Regions from separate parts of the Mus musculus genome. Here regions 2 and 3 are each linked to region 1. The links are chromatin contacts, called in public HiChIP or PLAC-seq and promoter capture Hi-C maps. All regions are on one chromosome and are shown on one strand. The core of a region is the stretch at or near the end of the contact, and the rest is flanking DNA. Distances in the headings are between cores, read along the strand shown. Region 1 holds the start of Lrmp (lymphoid-restricted membrane protein). Region 2 holds the start of Ints13 (integrator complex subunit 13). Region 3 holds the start of Stk38l (serine/threonine kinase 38 like).

Region 1 (3,013 bases), core at 339-2,838:
CCCTTCTTCCTCCTCCTCTCTTACTCTGGAATTCTAAAAGTCCCGCCTCTGTCTCCTTGCCCAGTCATTGGCCACTGGCAACTTTATTTTCCAATCAGAGCCAGCTGGGGGTAGGCTTCCTTTAGCCTACATGCAGGACACTGCAAACAGGTTTTTGGGTAACATAAATTAGCATGAGAGCACAAGCTGCTCTAGGTGGTGGATGTGTGTAATTCCAACTCTAGGGAGGTAGAGGAAGGAGGACCAGAAGTTCTCAGCTACATAGAAAATTAGAGACCAGCCTGGGGTATATGAGATCCTATCTCAAAAGAGCATTACCTCTTTTAGTAAGAACTATAAATATTTAAGAGTGTAGATTTCAATATACATTGTTCATATTGTTTTAGCGCCATTACAGAGCATAAGCGACTGTAGGCGGTCGCGCAAGCAGCTTTGGGGAATGCCTCTATATACAAAACGATGCTGAAAGGGCCGTGGTCCTTCTTGCTTCTGATGTTATAAGCAGTGCTGTTTTATGCAGGCACACAGTTAGGCTTTAACTGCAAGGAGCCTGGGACTGATGGCTGTCTTCCCTCTACCCCCCCCCCCCACTTTGATCCTAATTCAAAATGGGTGGGCCCAGTGGGTTAAGGTTTGTACTCAAGCAGTTCCTGGTAACCACTGAGTCATCAGTACGCCACAGATTAGTCTTGCTGGCTAGCGGAGAGTGGGAGCCAAATGAGAAGTGCTAAAGGCTCAAGGACATTTGTGGTGGGAGATAAGAGGTAGAGAATGACCTCTGAGTTCACAGTGGGAATATCCAGTGAGTTTCCAGCTGTGTTGGGGGAGATACTTCCGGTACTAAAGCTCTGCCCGTTTCCTATGATTGACAGTCCAAAGGAGAAAGGTTAACGAAACAAAGACGCATTTCCCTCCGCACCCACTTTCCTCTAAATAGCTCGTGTTGGTGTGTAAAAACTAAACTTGTCACCCTGCTCCCAATGTAGAACATCCTACTTGTGTGCCGCAGGTGTCACAGCGAGCTCGTGGGGAGCCAGTCATGCCACGTGCTCATCCGAAACAGCCCGAGGAAGCTGTGGAGTTGATTGTGAGCTCTGGGGTTGCTTTACTCAAGAGCCTGTATTTCTAAATGCTTTCATTTTTTCAGGTCCTCTCTAAAGAAGTTTGAGTTCCTCACAGTTTCTCAGAGTGACTTGTGACTGAAGTGTCACTGAAAGCTCAGGGTGTTTCTGTCGTTCCCTCCACACACCCCCTCCCCCCCTTTCTTTTTTTAAAATTTCGACTTCATTCAGAAACCATTAGACATTGCTAAGCGGCTGCAAGATGTGCCCACTAGGAAGAAGGTCCATAGCCAGAGAGCACATAGAGCCAGGGGTCCGGAGGCCTTGGCAATATGAAACTCAGGGATATCACCTCAGATGTCCTTAAAATGTGAAGCAAAAATGGAGGAGGGGGAAAAAAGGAACTATTCAATTGTCCCAGGAGGCTGGCCTTTAGCCTGCGCAGAGGAAGTGCAGGGCGCAAGGGTGCAGGGGTGCAGGGGTGCAGAGGAGGCGGTGTTAACAGCCTTCTGGTGAAAGAGGGGAGTACAGAAAGCTTAAGTTGCTTCTAGGGACTCTCTGGGTGGAAGGATCTGGGCCTGCTGCGCCCGCCCGTGCAAACAGAATTGCAGAAGTTGAGCCTACGCTTATCATTTCCCTGAGAAGAAAAGCATATTTCCAGTTTCCTGTGCCTAAGAACAAGCATCCAGCGCCCTTCCCGCGGCTCAAACCCAGGCTGACCTGTGCATATGGGTCAGGGGGATCAGGATGGGGCCTGCGCATGAGGCAAGCCTCTGCTACAAGAACTAGAGGAAGCGATTCCAGAAGGAGATCACAGTCCCCAGCACTACTCAGACTCAGGAGCTGAAGACCAGGGGCGTTCAGTGTAAGTAGCTCATTCTACTCTGGTTCATGTCGCCCAGGATGAGGAGGAAGAGCCTCTGCCGCTTTCCTGGATCCCAGCTGCTGGGTTAGCCAGTGGAAGGGTTAGCTAGCATCGCTCGCTCTCGCTCCCGGGATCTCAGCCTCTGGCCAGGGCCATAGACCCCTCCCCTGCTCCCCGCACCCCAGGCTGTTGCTAGATTTGTCTATGGCTATCTTTCCGTTTAAAATGAAACAGAGCTGGGGCTTACTTAGCTCAGAGGCAACTTACCCTTGTGTGCAAGAGTGTGTATCAATATTAAACACATGTAAACTTGCTTTAAAATTTTTAATGTGTTCTTAATATAAATGTGTGTGTGTATGTATGGATATATATGCACACTTTAGTTTTGTTTTTGAGACAGGGTCTCACTGTGTAGTTCTGACTGACCTAAAACTCTCTGTAGACTATGCTCACCTCAAACTCACAGAGATCTACCTGCTTCTGCCTCCAGAGTGCTGGGGTTAAACTGTGTGCGTTCCTCTGCTCAAATATACTTTACCTTTGAAACGGGTATTTAGAATTTTGTGTGCCAGCCAAAGGCCTATTATGAGCATTTACCAAGAATAATGTGAGAAGACAAGTGTCAAATTACAAATGTCAGGCTATTTATAAACCTGCTTTATTCTACAAAGATGAAATGGAAATTGTAAAGCTTGCGTGCCTCGCCGTTTACCGGACAGCTGCTTTTGTTCAGTGAACTTCTTAATTTAGTGGGACAGATTTTTTTTTTCCAGACATAAGAGTTCATTTATCTCGTGACCCAAATGGTGCTTGGTCTGGGTTTATTGTGAATTTCTGTACCTTTTTCACTGTTGGCCTGAGGAAGTGGCTGAGGCGTTTAAGGAATTGCTTCCTTTTAGAATAGCAACATTGTTCAATATTTTATTGTTACTGTCTTGGTTTGTACAGCTCACTGGTTTTCAATGTTTCAGAAAGCAATAAAAACTGTTCTTTAAATCAGGGAGGGTACAGTGTTGTCATTGCTCAGGAGGCTTTGGAGAAGGGTCTCTTGTGAGAAGAGCTACCCTGTGGAGGCACCGATAAGCAG
Region 2 (2,992 bases), core at 292-2,791, 1.5 Mb after region 1:
CCACAAGGATTTGGAGATGGGAGCCAAAGGGATGATGCCTTGGGTCCTGTTCTTCACCAGCATATCAAACTCCACATGCTGCCTACAGGATTCTGCCATGTATGGGCAGTGATCCACAACAAACACTGTTTTATGAGATTCAGAAAAAATCTTCATTTTGTTTTAACCTGTAAAAGGATAAACAAACTAGTCAAAACGATGACACATAACATTTATCATAAATGATTTCTCACTTAAGTGTGTTTTCAAGATTTGATACGGATCCTAAGTTCTGAGAATTTTGTGCAAAAAAGGCCAAAGTAATGGTGCCAGTTCAAAGAATATGCCACATCATACCATGCAGTCTATCTACCAAATGAAGTTAGTTCATACTTCTTTTTTTCTTTTACAAAGCACTTAAAATAGAAGAAAACATCTGTGCACATTGTATTTGATTCTTATGCCTACAAATCACAGATCTAATTCCTCAAATGTATTTATGGTGATCCTTGTTAGGGGCTAAGGGAAATCAACAGGAAAAGACTGACAGCAAAAGTACAACCCAAAATAGACACACATCTCCTACGGTAACTGCATATTGCGTCTTTCTATGGCTTCAAACTCATCCTCTCCCTCCACTTGCAATACACTACAGTAATTCACCACGTAGACCACAACAAGCAGATGCTATCCCATGCTGGCGAAGAGAAAACACTTCTAAAACTTTTTCTTATAAACACAGAACATGTGGTGCACTGCCCTGCTTCGCTCCTAAAATTTTACAGACCAAAAAAAAAAAAATTTTTTTTTTAAACCTACATTCTAAAGCACCTGGGAAACAGCAAGTGTTCAAGGTAACAAACCACCTTAGGGTCCCGCTATTACCTCCTGCTGCTCTGGAACGCACCGCCCCTCCCCGCCAAAGTCCCTGTCTGCAAACCTTCTGCACACACCTGACTGCAAGGGGGGTGGGGGGCGGCGAACGAGGTGAGTGGATGGGGAAGACCTCGGCATCGAGGTTCGCTTACTTTCGTGCCTGGTCCTGCAGTGAATGAACGGAGGCTGAGAGAGAAGGCGGACGAGGGTGGGTGGGGAGTCGGCGCACAGTCGGTCTGGTACAACCCGCAGAAGACTGACTGCCCGGCTCATCTCCCAACACTCCGGCTGCTTAAACGCAGGGGCGCGCGCATGCGCGTGCAAGCACAAGAGCGCACTCGGACTCGCGCGTGCGCACGGCGCTCTCGCACAGCCCCGCCATCTTCCCTTCTCCTTAGAAGCCACCAGAGGCCGAACCGGAAGAGGGCGGAGCAAGTGAGGGGAAAAAAAAAGCCTTTAACATTTGTTCCCAATCAACCGTAGGGAAGAACGGTCAGGACGACCCGAGAGATCCCCCCACAAAGTACTAAGCCACGGCCGGGACAAGCCAGCCTCGGCTCTGGACAGGCAGAGCCTACCCACCCAACCTCCCCTCTCCGCCTCCAGTCCGGGCCGGTAGCCCCTCGGAAAACACGCGAGAGTGTGCGAGCGGCAGAGCAAAACCTTGAGAGGGGGGCGAGGAGAGAAGCCCCGCCCCCTCCCCGTTCTCCAATCAACGGCCAGCCGTTTACCGGGGGTGGGGCCTTCGGGAACCAGCAGAGGGAAGTCTCGCGAGGCTTGTCGCTCAGCGGCTGCGGGTCGCGGAGGTTCTGGTCCGCCCGGGATGGGGCCGAGACGAGTGGGTTTCCCGTACGTCCCGCCGCTGTGTGAGCAGGACTGTGCGTCCGCTCGCTGAGCAGGCGCAGCGAGGGCGCGGAGACCACTCCGTGGGCACTCCACCTCGCGGGTGGTCGTCGCCCCAGGGGGACTGAAGCGCAGTGGAATAACTACACGCGTGGGCGAGCCTCTGAGCCGGGCTTCCTCTCTCCGTGCTCTCCCTGAGGTCCTGCCGGGAACTGAGGTACGGAAAGTTCCCTGAAAACCCTGGGCCTGCACGCCGCGGGACACCCCTTCCGGGTTCCCCTTCCTGCCACTCGGGAGCTCCGTGGGCGGTGGCCTGAGGGACTTGTCACTGTTGAGTTTACCTCAGCACACTTGACCGCGTTTGCGCCTGGGACTTAGCCACGGTCCTGAGGGAGCTGCTGGGATCGTTTGAGTCCCTCAGCGGCCTTCCAAATTCGGTTTCAAGTTGAAAAACTGGTTTTCTCCAGACAAATGTTTCAGAAGCTCCAAGTGTGTGCATTCCACCATTTTCAAGAACAGTGCAGTTCTCTGCTTTCAGAGTGATGTGTGTGGACAGGATGCTTATTGGTGTGTGTGGTCTGCACGCATTCTTTCTTTATCCCATTCTAAGGTTTTCTTTGAAAGACACATGCTTTTTATATTGCTACCAGCATCTGTGTCTGCTCCTCAAGAGTGAGGACTCTCTTTTCTTCCCGTCCTCCTTTCCAGAACACGGACCTCAGAACTGCCTACGTTCTGTATTCCACTCACACTGCACCAGGTTTTTTTGCTTCTTTCACTGTGACTGTTACAGTTGCCCTTCCTCCACCCCAAACCGGTGTCCCCGCCTCAGCCTTCCATACTTACTGTGACATGTATTCGCCTGAAACTTTTTCAAGTTCTAATTTAAGCATATCGATTCATCAGGGTTTTTTACCATCCTATCTCATCATATTTTACCTTTTCAGTGTCATCTTATTGCCACCCCTAATTCCTTTCCAAACACTGTGCCATGTGAGTCCATATAGTCTGCTAGAATGCTTGCTTTTCCTTCTGTCTTATCATCTATCAAAACCCAATTCATAGATGATTCTTTTTAGACTCCCTCCGGTGACATTGACAGTACAATGAACTCGGATAGCTCTTGACATAGTTTTGCAGTATTCATTAGGATGTATTATTTGTTCAATTACCTGTCTCTCCTGCCAGCTTGAACTTGAGTCTGGAATCATGTCTTATTCATGTTTAAAACAAATGCTATCTCAGTGTTGGCACAGAGCAAGCAATATATATATATATATATATATACACATAC
Region 3 (3,243 bases), core at 591-3,090, 1.6 Mb after region 1:
CTGGATGTTTCTGTGGAATAAACACTCTTTGTTTTTGCATACTATCTGAGTCTGGGCTCTTCCTTCAGTGATTTTTGGACCCTTACATTGTATATATGTGTCTCTGTGTAAGTGTGCACATGTACATGTATGTAGGTGCCTCTGGTAGCTGAAAAGGGGCATCCAATTTCCTGAACTGGAGTTACTAAGGTGTGCACCATCTGCTGTGGGTGCTGGGAACCTAACTCTGGCCTTTTGTGAGAGCAGAAGAGGGCCATCCTCTAGCCCTTGCATATATTGTTTTAATAGTGTAAAAGCTAAGGGTATTTCATAAAATCCCACTGTTTGAAGAATGGATTTGTTTTTTTTTGTTGTTTTGTTTTTTTTTTGTTTTTTTTTTTTTTTGTTTTTCGAGACAGGGTTTCTCTGTATAGCCTTGGCTGTCCTGGAACTCACTCTGTAGACCAGGCTGGCCTCGAACTCAGAAATCCACCTGCCTCTGCCTCCCGAGTGCTGGGATCAAAGGCGTGCGCCACCACACCCGGCTCCAAGAATGGATTTGTTAATAGTGATTGGGAATATTGGTTTGTCTTACTCAAAGACCAGTTTTATCTTAAAAAGCAAAACTCTTGTCACTTTCCCAAAACTCTCCCCTGTGTTCTCCATGGGAAAGTGATTTTCTAAATATCACACACTCTTCTCCCTTTATCCACAGATTCACTTTGGCAGTACCCACAGTCAACCATGTTCCAAAATTATGAAGTGGAAAATTCCAGAAATAAATGATTCACCAGTTTTAAACTGAAAATGCCGTTCTAAGTAGCCAATGAAGTCTCTCACTCCCCTCACTGTGTTGCTCCCAGGACGCTAGCAGTTCCTCTGGAGTGTCAATGTTGTGTATGTGAAACTCCTGGCCCCCTGGGAGGCATGGTCCTTGTTCCAATAATCCTCATTTTATTTCATAATAGCCCCAAAGCACAAGAGCAGCTGGCTGTCTACATCAAAGATAAGATTTAGCCTGCTTTTGTATTGTTAAGACTGGGTCTCACTCTGTAGCTCTAGCTGGGCTCAAACTCACTATGTAGCCCAGGCTGGTCTCAAACTTGCCGCAGCTTCTGCCTCAGCCTCCTTGGTGATGGGATTACATGCATGAAACACTGTACCTGGCGTCAAAGTTTGTTTGTTTGTTTGTTTTTTTAAAGTAAATGTTGTTGAGGTTGCTTAAATCTATGGTTCGGTTGTTAATCTCTTACTGTGCTGGATGTATAAATTAAGAGTAGGTGTGTGTAGGACACACAGTGTATAGTGTTTGGCTAGTCCGCGGGTCCTGAAGTTTGCCTGCCTACCTTTGATGCGAAGGGAAGAGACAATGACGACGACAATTTTCTAGCCTAATGCTGTATGTTATGTTGTCAACTGCTCTGGGATTTTTCAGGTAAGTTTAGCAAATTTTCATGTATGCTGGTAAGTTTCTTGTGGTCTTCCTAAATTCTAAATCCTCCTAAGCCTTTCGGGTTCAGTTATAGAGACGTGGAAGTCACAGAGCTGCTACATTGGTGATCTCTCCTCTATGGAGCCATCTTTGCATTGCCTTGAGGAGAGCTCCATCACACCAGGCCTCTCTCAGGGTCAGGCAGAACCAGTTAGAACTGGAGAGGGCCATGAGACAAGAACGTTACAACGCCCAGTAGTGATTAGACTGAGCTCAGGTTCCTGGACCAACCTACACTTCCGCCCGCGAAGGTGGGGGTCGGTACTGGCGCTGACGCCAGAAGGACACTTCCGCCTGGGTGCGTATGACGTCAGGGGCGACCCCTTTAAAAAAAAAAATCTAGGAGATCAAGTCTCGCGAGATTCTGGCGCGGCCGCTTTGGCACCGCCTCACGGGGCGGGACGAGGCGGGGCCTGGCGCGAGAGACGCGCGCCGCGGGCTGCGGTGACTGAGGAGGAGGCTGAGCGGGCGCGGGCGACACCGGCAGGTGAGAGCGGGCGAGGGCACCGGCGCCGGCGCGGGGCAGGGCCGCGGGGCTAGGGCGGCGCTCGCTGCGGGGAGGTGTGAGGGGCTTGGCGCGGTACAGCCCGCGGCGCCCAGCCCAGGTGTCCCTGGCGGAGCGGAGAACCGCGGCCGTGCGCGGCGTCCCCGGGCTGCAGGCGGGGCCGCGCCCCCACCGCCTGTCAGTCACCGGGGCCTTCGCCGAGCCGGGTGCGGCAGCCTGCGTACCGGGAGCGGAGCCGCCAGCCCCGCGCGCGTCCTGCTCCGGGCCCACCTTCCCGTCCCCTCCGGACGCAGAGGGCACGGCTCGCCGGCACAAAGTTGCCGGTGCACAGCGACGGCAAACTGTGCCCGAGCCGCGGCGTCCCTGTCACCGATGCTACTTTCTCTGTTGCGGGGTCGCTCTTGGGTCCCGAAGTTTGGAGAAACGCGGTGAAGAGATGCGAGGTGGGTCTGGAGCAGCGGCTGGTGTAGAGGTGCGCTGCTGCCGCCCCTCGGGACTCACTCGGTGCAGAGCCGGCGCGCTCTCCGGCTCCTCTGCAACTTGGGACGCGTTTCGGTAGAAGCCACTTATGGATTTGGCTCTGGTATTAGCCACACGACTGCCAAGAAGCCAGGCGAACAAAGTTCAATGGTTTTAAGGTGGTGATTACCCCTTATTTGGCAGTCGTGGCTTAAATCGGTCAGGTCTCCCTACTTTAAGTCAATAAGCCTTGCAATTTGCATATCAAGTTGTCTTGATGTCTCACGCACAAGCCTAAATGGAAAGGTTTTTCTCTTACGCCTCAGGATATATAAAACAATTAAGTTTATTATGCTCTTTCCCTCGTGGCCAAGAGGCACTTTATTTGAGTTAGTTGCTCTTGTGTCTATTTGGGGAGATAATTTAGTTAAATATACGATAAATTATGATATTGCGCGAGGTCATAAAAGTACTTTTATTTGGAAAATCCTGGTCTCAGAAGAAGTACAAGGGATAAAAGTTTGGTATTTGCCTTCGCTCTGCTGAGCGTTTTTTCTCCTAGTTAGAGGCCCGATTAGGCATCCCATTTGTTGGGATGTGTTTAGAATGAGAAGCATAGTTCGGTGTAGTTTCCGTGCTCTTTTGAAAGGCCTTGCTGTTAAGTAATGAACAAATTAGACTCAGAAAAACCACATTAAATAGAATACTGGAAGTCTCAGCACTTGTTTTCTTGAGTTTGCTTACAAATAAGCCAAAGAATAGAAACTAAGGCTGTCTAAATAAAAAGGTGTTCTCTGCAGTTTTTATT

Evidence for each region. Promoter capture Hi-C pulls out the DNA fragments that hold promoters and counts their contacts. HiChIP or PLAC-seq counts read pairs in DNA pulled down with a chosen protein or histone mark.
Region 2: a contact with region 1 is called in a promoter capture Hi-C map of pre-B cells, with 5 times the contacts expected there. The contact joins the promoter of Ints13 here to the promoter of Lrmp in region 1. A contact is called at or near these places in 1 of 39 promoter capture datasets (pre-B cells) and 1 of 484 Hi-C or Micro-C datasets (B cells).
Region 3: a contact with region 1 is called in an H3K27ac HiChIP or PLAC-seq map of microglia, with 6 times the contacts expected there. The contact joins the promoter of Stk38l here to the promoter of Lrmp in region 1. A contact is called at or near these places in 1 of 39 promoter capture datasets (pre-B cells), 1 of 484 Hi-C or Micro-C datasets (B cells) and 1 of 115 datasets of contacts at active chromatin or transcription factors (microglia).

The regions. Positions count from the first base shown.
Region 1 is chr6:145,120,181-145,123,193 of GRCm38.p6, forward strand. Lrmp (lymphoid-restricted membrane protein) reads left to right here and starts at 1,589. Exons shown (of 19, transcript NM_008511.4): 1 at 1,589-1,926.
Region 2 is chr6:146,576,294-146,579,285 of GRCm38.p6, forward strand. It overlaps Ints13 (integrator complex subunit 13), which reads right to left and starts at 1,542. Exons shown (of 18, transcript NM_138757.2): 1 at 1,008-1,542; 2 at 1-167. The coding sequence starts at 156. Fgfr1op2 (FGFR1 oncogene partner 2) reads left to right here and starts at 1,618. Exons shown (of 7, transcript NM_026218.2): 1 at 1,618-1,915.
Region 3 is chr6:146,723,090-146,726,332 of GRCm38.p6, forward strand. Stk38l (serine/threonine kinase 38 like) reads left to right here and starts at 1,841. Exons shown (of 14, transcript NM_172734.3): 1 at 1,841-1,958.